3 separate regions of the Mus musculus genome follow, and regions 1 and 3 are each linked to region 2. Evidence: chromatin contacts called from public promoter capture Hi-C data. All regions are on one chromosome and are shown on one strand. Each heading gives the region's core, a stretch centred on a gene start, on an enhancer-like site or on the middle of the called end of the contact. The rest is flanking DNA. Distances are from core to core; before and after follow the strand shown. Region 1 has its middle 160 kb from the start of 1700071K01Rik. Region 2 overlaps Asic2 (acid-sensing (proton-gated) ion channel 2). Region 3 has its middle 61 kb from the start of 1700071K01Rik.

The links. Promoter capture Hi-C pulls out the DNA fragments that hold promoters and counts their contacts.
Region 1: a contact with region 2 is called in a promoter capture Hi-C map of hippocampal neurons, with 2.7 times the contacts expected there. The contact joins two enhancer-like sites. A contact is called at or near these places in 2 of 39 promoter capture datasets (hippocampal neurons and stem cell-derived epiblast-like cells) and 1 of 115 datasets of contacts at active chromatin or transcription factors (embryonic stem cells).
Region 3: a promoter capture Hi-C map of hippocampal neurons shows a contact between it and region 2, with 5 times the contacts expected there. The contact joins two enhancer-like sites. A contact is called at or near these places in 1 of 39 promoter capture datasets (hippocampal neurons), 2 of 484 Hi-C or Micro-C datasets (cerebral cortex and nephron progenitors) and 1 of 115 datasets of contacts at active chromatin or transcription factors (embryonic stem cells).

What each region holds. Positions count from the first base shown.
Region 1 is chr11:81,415,134-81,418,785 of GRCm38.p6, reverse strand. It overlaps a transcript of Asic2 not described here. Among named protein-coding and RNA genes, the nearest start is that of 1700071K01Rik, 160 kb to the left of the region's middle. Within about 2 kb of position 2,290, at least 10 of the 459 cell types and tissues checked have an H3K27ac peak or open chromatin away from gene starts, as enhancers often do. A contact at or near this core is called in hippocampal neurons, where this site is marked.
Region 2 is chr11:81,078,827-81,082,821 of GRCm38.p6, reverse strand. All of the region lies in intron 1 of Asic2 (acid-sensing (proton-gated) ion channel 2), which reads left to right. Among named protein-coding and RNA genes, the nearest start is that of Gm51910, 55 kb to the left of the region's middle. Within about 2 kb of position 2,256, at least 16 of the 459 cell types and tissues checked have an H3K27ac peak or open chromatin away from gene starts, as enhancers often do. A contact at or near this core is called in hippocampal neurons, where this site is marked.
Region 3 is chr11:81,511,104-81,514,658 of GRCm38.p6, reverse strand. It overlaps a transcript of Asic2 not described here. Among named protein-coding and RNA genes, the nearest start is that of 1700071K01Rik, 61 kb to the left of the region's middle. Within about 2 kb of position 2,073, at least 16 of the 459 cell types and tissues checked have an H3K27ac peak or open chromatin away from gene starts, as enhancers often do. A contact at or near this core is called in hippocampal neurons, where this site is marked.

The DNA.
Region 1 (3,652 bases), core at 1,041-3,540, 340 kb before region 2:
ATTCTATCCTTATCCTTAATAGTTTCCCTAGTAATATTGTCAGCATAAGTCCAGCAGACAGAAGTATAATTTTAAGATTAATACATGAGGGAGAAACGCCAGCAAAAGAATAACCAAGCCCACCTGAAAGGATGATGGAGGTGCTGGGGTTCCTGCTGGGGTGCAGATGGGAGCTCGCTGAATAGATAAAGATCTAGAGCAGCCGAAGCAGAAGGTAAAGCATGGTAGCAAGGAATGAAGGAAGATGGCATGTTAGGGGATGGCAGGTGAGTCTATGAGAGGAGGGGAGTGGGAGCAGGAGCAGGCAGATCATAAGGGTCTGGTCCGGTGAGGAAGTGGGTATGTATCTACAAGAATTCATCTCATATTGGAGTGACCAATGGGATCCTGGGGGCCAAGAGTGCCTGAGCTGAGGGCTGGGGTTTTAGAGTGGCTCTGGAAGGTTCACAACTCTTCCCTTCTTCTCAGCTGTAATGTAGTCTAGGGCCAGCCATGATACACCTGGTGTATCCATTCACAGTCCTGTTGACGTCCGCCCCTCAGCCGGCTGCTGATAATGGCTCTGCATCCTTAGTTCATGTTCCTCAGGGGGAAAGTGGTTTTGGCTGATTCATCTTTAACCTGTCAAGAATGGCCATATTTTCCAGACAGCTGGCCAAACAGATGTCTCTCTCTGGGGCTGTGTCTCTGCCTGGTTTAGTCAGCAGTTGGCTGGTAAGAAAGGAGCTCCCGTCATGGACTGTGGACAGGGTGATTCCTGTAAAGGAAGCCCTGTTAATGAACCTTTCGGTATTGCTATGACCAGATGTCTGGCAGAGGTAACTTAAGGGAGGAGGGTTTATGTTAGCTCTCAGTTTGAGGGTATATGGACCATCGTGGTAACTCAATCTGTGGCAGCAGGAATTTGTGGCTTACTTATTGGAGGATTAGGAAGCAGAGACTTAGACCAGACCAGAGATGGGTTATGACTCTCAGAGGTCTTCTAGGTAACCTACTAGGTCCCACCTCCTATAGGTCTTACAGCACCCTGAAACAGTACCCCCGGCTGAAAACAAGTATTCCAGCACAGGAGCCCTTGAGAGACATTTTATAATCTAATCATAGCAGAGACAAAAGAATCATCTATGTCTTGGGCTGCTAAGCCCAGACTATCTATATGACAACCTCAAGATTAAAAAAAAAAGCAACCAGTTGTCTCCTTTCTTCCAAGCATTTGTCCTAGGTGAGACAAAGCCCTCACAGATTCTCTATACCAAGGTCCTCCTTTTGTTTGATCCCCCTGACAACAGGTGGAAGGTCTGGTACCAGACAGAGTCACAAGATCCTGAGATAGGAGGAAGGAAGGCCTCTTGTCCTTACTGCTAGACTTAAGGTGTGTGTCATCATACAGTTCCCAGTTTACTCTGAGAGAAAAATAAGGATAAGCAGTGCTGGAAGGACAGACACCCTGAGTGTCCATTGCATCCTGAGGAGCATTTCAGAAAACACCACAGTTCAAGGCTCAAAGAAAGACACAGTGTATGAGCATCAGAAAAAGTGTGTAGAAACCAAGGCAAAAATCTCTGTTTCCAAACCGCAGCTCAGCAATTGGGTAGATACTATATCCTCTCAGACATCTCCAGTTGCTCCTGCACAGTGGGATTTCGAATCTCTGCTGCCACTTACTGTCTCAAAACATCAACAAAGCAAGGAGAGTGAAAGAGGTTCCCAGCTCAAGGCTCATTCTGGCTAGGGATATTCATATTAATCTAGAGAGAGAGGTTCCAGCACACAGTCAGGATAAAGGCTCGTGGCTCGGGATAGCTTGATTGCATCGCAAGGTGAAAATGACAATCAGTGCCTTTTGATACCGTCCCCATGGGCATAAATGTCTTTAACAGCTCTTGATATTCCTATTTGCCAAAAGATACCACACAATAATGTTAATTAACTCGGTGGACAAAAGCAGAGTTTTATACTTTGTGTTGCAATGTACCTACTTGGAACCTGTGTTATGCTGCTAGCCAGAATCCTAATCTCTAGGATTGAGGCTCTGCACCCTTAAATCCCTTTCCAGGAGCAGCTGCGGCAGCCAGCTTTCCATAACTTGGACATTTGTCTTTCAATTCTAAAGCTTTCTTCAGAAATCTTGCTTAATTGGATAGCTGACTTGGAGGCAGGAGTGCAGGCTTTAAAATGAGAGAAAAAAAGACAGAAAGAGATGAGGCAGCTGCCTGCATGTCTCAGGGCACTGCGCCTTTATCAGGTTCCGCTCAACTCAGTGTGGCAATGAGGCGCATGCGCTAGCCTCGGCTTCTTCAGAGAGAGGCTGGCAGCAGCCTTCCCCCAGGTAAGTCATGACCTTCTGCAGGGATCTAGAGGTTCCAGCACCAGGCTCATATCTCCAACTGAGACTTTATCTGCTAATCTCTTAAAGGAAATTACAGTACCAGAGTTCTGGCTCCGTGTCAGCTGTCACTTATGAGGCTTGGCTCTCTGAATGCTGACAGCAGAACAAAGCTCTGGGCTCCTGCTGGTCAGAGCATCAGAACTAAGACAGTGGTCCAGGGATCAGGAACCCAAGTCCCATGCCCTACCCACATCCTTTACCCAGCCTCTATTTAATCATCCAGTCCCTGTGTTACCAATCAACCCAGCTTTTCCTAATACTAGATCCTGTGTAACCAGCAGAGATCGTGGAAAGGTTCTCATATAAGCTTCAAAAGAGGCAGGTAGGGTTTATAGGCCTAAATCAGCTTCTCATTAAATAGAGATGACATACATAGGTATCCTAAATAATTAGAGACAAGTGGGAAGAGGAACCTCACTTGAGAAAATGCCTCTATTGGATTGATTGTAGGGAAGTCTGTAGGGCATTTTCTTGATTGCTAATTGATAGAAAAAAGCCCAGTCCATGCGGGGCAGTGCATCCCCTAGGCAGGTGGGCCAGGGTGCTATAAGAAAGCAAGCTAAACAAATTACCATGAGGAGCAATCCAGCAAGCAGCCCTTCCCATCAGTTCCTGCTCCCAGGTTCTGCCCTGGCTTCCCTCAATGATGACTTATGATTGGGAAGTATATATGAAAGAAACCCTTTCCTTCCCAGTTTGCCTTTGTTCATGGTCTTTACCACAGCAATAGAAAGCAAACAAATTTAAACTAGGGTCTTTCTTCTGTCATACCCTGGATCCTCGGTGGCTGGAAGGATGACTCTGAGATGTTTCTAGTTTGTTCCCTGTGGTGGTTTGGATGGGAGTTGTTGCCCTTGGGCTTGGGTATCTGAAGAGTTGTTCCCCAGTTCATGAGGATGGTTGGGTAGTACAGGCTTGCTGGAGGAAGTATGTTGCTGGGGAAGACTCTGAGATTATATAGCTTTCTCCCTACCTTCTGTTTGCTCTTTCTGCTGCAGGCATTTGGTTAAGATAAGATCTCTCAGCTTCCTGTTCCTGCTGCCATGCCTCCCTATGATGGACTCTTATCCCTCTGGAACCATAAGCCGAAATAACCTCTCTCTTCCCCAAGTCACTTTTGTTATGTGTTTTATCACAGCAACAGGAAGGTAACTAATATGGCCCCTCACAGGTTCTGTGTCTGGGAGCAGAGGCTGCGGGTCTGGACCCAGTTTCCACTCTGAGAAGCTGCTTCTCTGGGCTTTGGTTTCATTCACGAGCATG
Region 2 (3,995 bases), core at 1,007-3,506:
TAGCCAGGTATTATGCTGGTCTAGTGGGGTGGTGGTAATAGATTCTTTTCTAAGGTCCATGGCCTCCTTAGCTCTGGGAAGATGGCTAGGCATGGAACCAGGCAGGGTTTCCCTCCTGTTGAGTAGGCCTTAAGACATCTAGTCTGTTGGTGACCTCCCACATGTGAGTGTCACTTTAACTGTGCCTTTATGATATCTTGCCATGCAGGTCACTGGTATGATTCATAGATGCTGCAGCTGGGTAGGACTTTAAGTGCTTCCTTCCCTGGGAAGATTGCATAGCATTTCTGCTACTGTGAAAGCTAGACCACAGGAAAGAGGCTTGAAAGTCCAGCTAAATACATCCAAATCCTGTGTCCTACGTATGAGATGTCTTCAGCAATAGGAGCCACCCTCAATCCGGAGAGGCGGCAATGGATAGTCTATATTGCTTTGGGAATCAGTTGGCTAACGCTGGCCAATCATTCAAAAAGAGATTTCTCATGCCTAATGCTGGGTTTTGTTAGTCTATGGATCTTGTGGGGAGTATTATCAGCCAAGTGATTTAACTTCCTTTAAAATACACACATACACAAGTTGCTTAACTTCCTTTAAGATACACACACACACACACACACACACACACACAGAGGGGTGGGTATTGTGTACAATTTTGGGTAAATATAAAACAATGATTCCTTTGGGCTTTATCAGACAGCCTTGGTGTTTGTTATTTGTCCCTGTCCCTCCATGCCCATCTATCTTGCTCTCCTTCCCTCCTCCTCCTCCTTTGGAACCCCCTCGTTGTTTTTCCATTTTTAGCTTCATATCATCTATCATCTATTTCCTGTTGTTACCCTCTCAGTTACCCAATCCCTACCCTCTATGGTCTATAACTTTATTTCCACAGAGAAAGAAAATCTAAATTTTAACTAACTTTAAGACAAACTTTTATAAAGGTTAAGAATTTTCTACATTTCAAAGCTTCAGCAACATGAATTTTTTTTTAAGTCCAAACTTCTTTTTGAAAAATGGAAAACAGTTAACAATTTGTAATGCCTGTCACGCTGCCTTTATAGAATCGCGTGTAAGGGGAACAACTTATGTTTTTGATCCTCTTAAAGTGGAATCTTAAACAAGTTTTCCCCAGTGCTGAGGAGGTGAAAAAAGTTAGGTAGATACAGTCCTTACTTAAATTCTCTTCTTGTGGATTTCTTGTTATTTCCAAATCAATTGGAGCTAGACTCAAAAGATATAGAAAAAAAAATCACACCAGTTTATGGTTCTTGAAGTCTGTCTGTCTGATGTCTGTCTGTATTTGTATATCTGTACCTGTCTCTCTTTCTGTCTGCCTGTCTGCCTGTCTGCCTGTATCTGTGTATCTGTGTGTCTGTACCTGTCTCTCCGTCAGAGACAGTCTGCCTGTCTGAATGTCCGTTTGTCTGACACCCTCTCTGTGTCTTACACACACACACACACACACACACACACACACACACACACGCACGCACGCACACGCACACACGCACACACACGCACGCATGCACACACACACACACACACACACACACACACACTGGGTAACAGTGTTCCTGATACCCAGATCACGTCCTGCCTTCTTGCATGACACAGACAAAAGTTTGAACATTCATCAATGTCCCTGAGAACAGACTCAGAGTAGGAAACAGAGCCCCGGAGAGTGAAATCAGACGGTCTGTTTCTTGTCTCTTCTCATTCTTCCAGCTTCCGTTGCCTCCTCTCTGAAGTGGAGAACATAAGCATGTCACAGCATTGCTCTGAAGATTCAGGGTGGGGATGGAAGGCTTGGAGAGCAAGTGTCCCACACCTAATAGGCAAGAAATATGTATGGGGCCGTTACTACCTTGGTGGCATTAAGTGTATTCCTTCACAAGGTCAGAGTAAAGAGCAAATGAAGCGAGGTAGGAGGTAATGTGTGTGGAGTCCTTAGAGGGGTGGGGGCCGCTGTCTCTGCAATTCTCCCCTCTGGCCACTTCTCGCTAGCTAGGAGCAGGTTCCTTTGCCGAGAAGCCATGGACCACTCGAAACACGGCATGTTTCTCATCTGCTTCTGGCTGTTCTGGAAAAGGTGACTTTCTGAGCTTCATTGGGCCCTTGAGTTAAGTAATTGAAGCTTTAAGGGTCTGAAGTGACTCACCCTGCACTGTTTATTCTGGTCTCGTGTGCACAAAAGAGAGGAAAGTCACCAGCTCTAGCCACCCACTGCAGTGTTAGAGACGAGAATAGCTGGATAAAATACTGACAATAATTCCCTGGGCCTGGCTCGAGTCCTCCTTAACGGGTGGTGTTGGGGACGATGCATAACAGATCCTGAATCATCAAATACAGTAGCTCCCCAGTTATCACTGTGTACCCTGAAGAGAGGAGGGAGGGAGAGAGGGAGAAGGAAAAAAATGCCCTGAGCAAACAGATCTTGCTTACAGTCTATGCTGGAGACCGACAGGAAAATAGGCTTTCAAACCTTATCACTGACTGAACTCCTACTGTGGGTGAGACATAACTGCAACACACAAGAGGATTAAGTCACACACACACACACATACATCCCACAGCCACCGGAAGCAATACTTGGCTAATAATACTGATAAGAGTTGCAGAACCAGCTCTCAGGGAGTGCACACCTGTGTGAGCAAGGGGCAATGTGTGATATACTCTCTTCTGGATCTTTATTTACGTCTATGTGTATGTTGTGGTATGTGCATACATTCATGTGTGTGAATGTGTGTGTGTGCATATGTGTGAAGGCTAGAAATAAACATGGGGTAAATCCCTCAATCACTTTTCACCTTTCTTTGTGAGGCAGGGTCTCTCACCAACTGGCTAGCATAGCTATCTAGCAAGCCCAAGGGACCTTCCTGCCTGTGCCCCTCCCCCCCCAACCCCTGCCTCTGCCCCTGGCCCCGCCCCACCCCGCCCCATGCCCCCTCAGTACTGAGAATACATGACATACTGCCAGACCCAACTTTTTCCACAGTTGTTCTGAGGGTCTAACCTCAGGTCCTCACACTTGTGCAGCAAGGATTTTACTGATGGAGCTATCTCCCCAGCCCCTGTTCTGGATCTTTAATGTCACCCTTCAAGAGTAGTTATCTACCTTTTAGGAAAAAGGATGTAAAGCTCACTTCCTGAAGTGTGAGAGCCCTGCTATACTAGACACTAAGCAGTACTTCTGAATGCATGGAGGTTAAGGGTGGATAGCTGAGTGGAGTGGTCGAGGGTATTCCCAAAGTCACAGAGTAAACATGTGGTAGAAGAGCAATTATGTGAGCCTGGTTCTCTGCACCCTCAACCTGTGCCCACCCACAGCATCCAGAAGCCACCCTCAGCTCAGCTCCAATCGGGAACTCGCTGCAGTGCAGTGCAGCAGAGCAAGCTGAGAACACAGCCTCTGGTTTCCTGCCAGAGTCAACAGCATGGCTAATTTATTTTAAATAAAAACATTTGAAAGCACAAGTTGCACTATGTAGCAAAGAGGGACTGTCTTTAAAAGGAGATTTTTTTGCTGCAGAAATTTCCATATTCTATAAGACAATCCCAAGGCTAGGTTACCCTAAGATGGCTTCTGTACAGTTGCAAACTCAGATAGAACCGGACCTGGCTTCCCAAGCCTTCTCTTCTAAGACCCATATTGAGCATGCCCTTGAGTGCAGTGGTAAAGCTTGCAGGTCTGGACGTTTCTGAAGGGATGAAAGACATGAGAGGCACTGTGAGTGGCTACTGTGAGTCGGATGTTTCTCCTGTCTTTTGTTACTTAATCAGCCTAACAAGCCTGAAGGTCATGCTATGACCCTTGACTCACAAAGAAGAAAACTGAGATTCATAGAAGATGGGCCCAGGGTCGCCTGGAAAGGAAAGGGAGGCAGATCTAAACCCAGCTCTGTCTGGGGCCAGAGATTAGATTCTGTCCAACACAAGGCTTCTAGCTGCTTCCTTGGGTTTCTAAGGTACTCCAGGAAAGCAACAGGCTCTGCACGTTT
Region 3 (3,555 bases), core at 824-3,323, 430 kb before region 2:
ACCTACCCAGAGCCCTCTACCTCCTAGATCCTAGATCCCTCATCTGTAAAATGGGAAATAATCTTGCCTTCTAGATTTCTTTCTTTTCTCTCTCTGTTTGAAACATATGAAACTATTTTCATGGATTTCCCTGTGAATAGCTGAATACATCTGGAATTCTACCACATGTAGAGGTTCCATTTTTAAATTGTGAAGGGGGTTCCTACCAGTAAGTGGGAGATCTGAATCCTGGCCTCCGCTGGCCAGTTCTGGATTCTATGTACCTCCTTCCATATCACAAGTTCCAAAATTAAGCAAATAGCTCCTGCCTAAAAGACTGGGAAGGTAGCCAAAGCAATCTGCAGTTTTCTTAAACTTCTACAAGCTGCTGAAAGAACAATTCCAAATACCCGAGACAGAAGACCACAGGCAAGCCTGCAGCCAGGTGGCAAGGATCAGGTGTGACTGGCCTGACTTTTCTTCTGTACAGCTGGGGTGCAAACACTCACTGCAGGAGACCGAAGATTCTGCAATTTCGTGGAGGCATTGTTCTCTCGACTGAAGGAAATCACATGATTTCCTTCACATGTGGCAAGCTCCTTACGTTTTTAGGGTGTTATACATTATTTTATGTGGTTATCTCAAACACCATGAAGAGGGGGGGATACAGGAGAGGCACCAGAGTTGGGTAGGGCTGTGCTAAACACCTAAGCAGGAGGTCACCTAAGCAGGAGGTCACACTGCTTAGGTAGTGCTGAAGCAGAACACAGGATTTAGAAAGCCTTTTTTTTCCCCCCTGACTCAAAGCAGGGGAAGAGGCTAGAGAACTTTTCATCTCATTCAATCCTCTGGCTTCCCCCTCTCCAGGAATAATAATAGCAAGGGTCTCATTCACTAAATAAAGCTTAAGGCCTGAAGTCTTTTGCAGTCTAACACCTTCATTCTATACTTGCTGAGCCCCCTGGAACCAAAGGTATTATTTTCCTTTTTCCACTCCAGAAAGGCCACCAAGATAAACCCTTGCCAAGGATATCTGACTAGGAACTGGCAGGGTTGGGATTTAGTTCTTACTTTTAGAGTTTCGGTGTTTGCAGGGCTAGGTATGAAACATGGGTCTTCATATACACCAAGACAGTCACCACGGAGCCCTATCACAAGGCTCCATTCCCAGCCTCTTAGACACCAGCTTCTGACCGCCTTCAGCCTTATCAGTCTATGTTCTAGCTCCCAGCATGTGGTCTTACTCTTCCTAGTCACTGCACGGCATCACTGGAGGCATGCATGGGAGAATTTATGAAGTCATATGTCCTTTCTCCATGGATGGCATTTCCCCTGGCTGCCAAGGGGGCAGTCTCCCTGAGGGCAGGGAGAAGATTCACCAGCCATCAGCATCACACCTTGAATTAGCCCCAGAGCTGACAGATGACTGGCCCCAGATCTCTCTACATGTGTCAGCAAGAAAGGAAGTAGCAGAAAGAAACTTTCAAGCTGTGGTTGACAACATGAGCTCTGGATCTGGGTTGTTCTGGGATCTACTCTACCTCATATGCCCAATTTCATACCAGACAGGAGCCTTTCTGAACCTGCTCACTCCACTGTAAGCTAGAGGAAAGGAGAGGAGCTACCCAAGGGGCTACTAGGAGCTTGACACCCCACCATGACATGACTGCTCCTCAGTGTGTTCACTATGGCTAATGAAACTGTACAGGAGTTTAAAGTGGACCCCAGAGTACTAGACTCTGCTTACATTGCCCAGCCAGCACTCCCAGAAAGACTCCAGCAGGACCACACATCCCTTTCTTCTTTCTTGCCTCACATCAGACCCTGAGAGCATCCTCTGCCTTCCTCCACATTTTTTACTTTCTGATCCTGTTGTTTTAAGACCTAAATACTAGATAGACCCACTACCCCATATTCCAGTTCCTGCTGGAAGCCAGTTGGACCTAGGGTAACAGGAACGTTGGTTGGCAGCTTCCTCATTTCCCAGATGGACAAGCAGATGAGGCCCTTCTATTATGGGATGAGTTAATGAGTCCTGCGCATGCACAACACATATGCACACGTGTGCGTGCACACTGTTCTGGGAATTCTGCCACGCCCTGCCAGAATGATGTGTCCCCATCTGCCTCACAATACCACCGTTCCCAGAACGGTCTGTGCAGGAGAACGGAGGCTGTATCTTCGGACCCACTCTTTTGCCATGCCCCTTTTATTTTTCTAATTCCTGACACGAAGCAGCCCTTTGCAAGAAGGAGCAGAACCAGACCCCAAATATGGACGTGACTATAACTGAAGCATATGGTTTATACTTTCATCTTCCCCTCTGCAGTAGCCTGTGGCTCCTGGAGTCCTAGTTCCATCTTATACCAGTTTGGGCTCTAGAGGAAGGAAAGACAGATGCCTCCCACCCACAATTTCCATGCGAGCTGAGCTGGAAGACCCCTGAGGTTACAATACCACTCTACCCACCCCAGAGGTCTATATGGAGAATACATCTGCTGAAAAGTTACAAGACCTGCTTTTAGGGAACTCTTGGGGTGGGAATTTCACACTCTGCCTGATAATAAATGCTTTCCTTTCTGTTCTCAGTACAAAAAAAAAAAAAAAACTTTAAAATTTTTTTGAAATAATTATAGACTCACAAGAAGTTGCAAAAATTAACAGAGTAGTCCCATATACTTATCACTCAGCTTCTCGAATCATTTTACACAATGTGTTATATTATCAAGAGCAGGAAATTGACATCAGCACAATGCACTTAACTTAACCAATACAATTAACTTGATTATAGACTTTACTCAAATGTCACCCACTCTGTGTATGTGTGTGTGTGTGTGTGTGTGTGTGTGCATACACATGCTCGAAGTTCTATAAAATTTTTATTAGATCTAGAGGGTTTTTAAATTTTTGAGACACTTTCAGATTTATATACAGCTGTTAAAAAAAAAAAAGACAGATCCTGTATGTCTCATTCCCTCTTAGTAATGTCTTTCAAGGTTGTACTGTGACCAAGACATCCCTGCAGGAAGCACACATCACAGCACTGCAGGGGGAGACATTGCATCCCCACAGGAGGCACACACACCACCATCTCCCGGATCCCTGCTCTCTTTTTCAGTAGCTACACCTACGACCCTGCTGTCCACCAACTAGTCACGCAGACTGATTCCTACCGCTTAATTCACTATCTTGAAGCTGTTTAAACTGCACTAGTTGCTGTGCCTATTTTAGAATAATTTATCCTTATCTATAAAAATCTTTCTTGGGTTTTACTAGGAATTGCAGTAATCTCAAAGAAATCAATTAGAGTGAAAAACTGATATGCTTAATCCATCAATCTGTGAACATGGCTACATATCCCCATTTAGTAAGATGTTTGCTTCATTTTTATAAAAATATGTCATTGAAAACATACAGACTCAGTGCATATTTGGACTATAAACACTTCGGGTTTTAGCAACCATAAATAATAATATTTTGTTTTTTTTTTTTATTTCACCTGATGATACTTTTAGTGCTGATTGTATTGATGGGTCTTGCTGTCTTGGTTGGGGTGTGAAGTACCAAAGAGTCTCA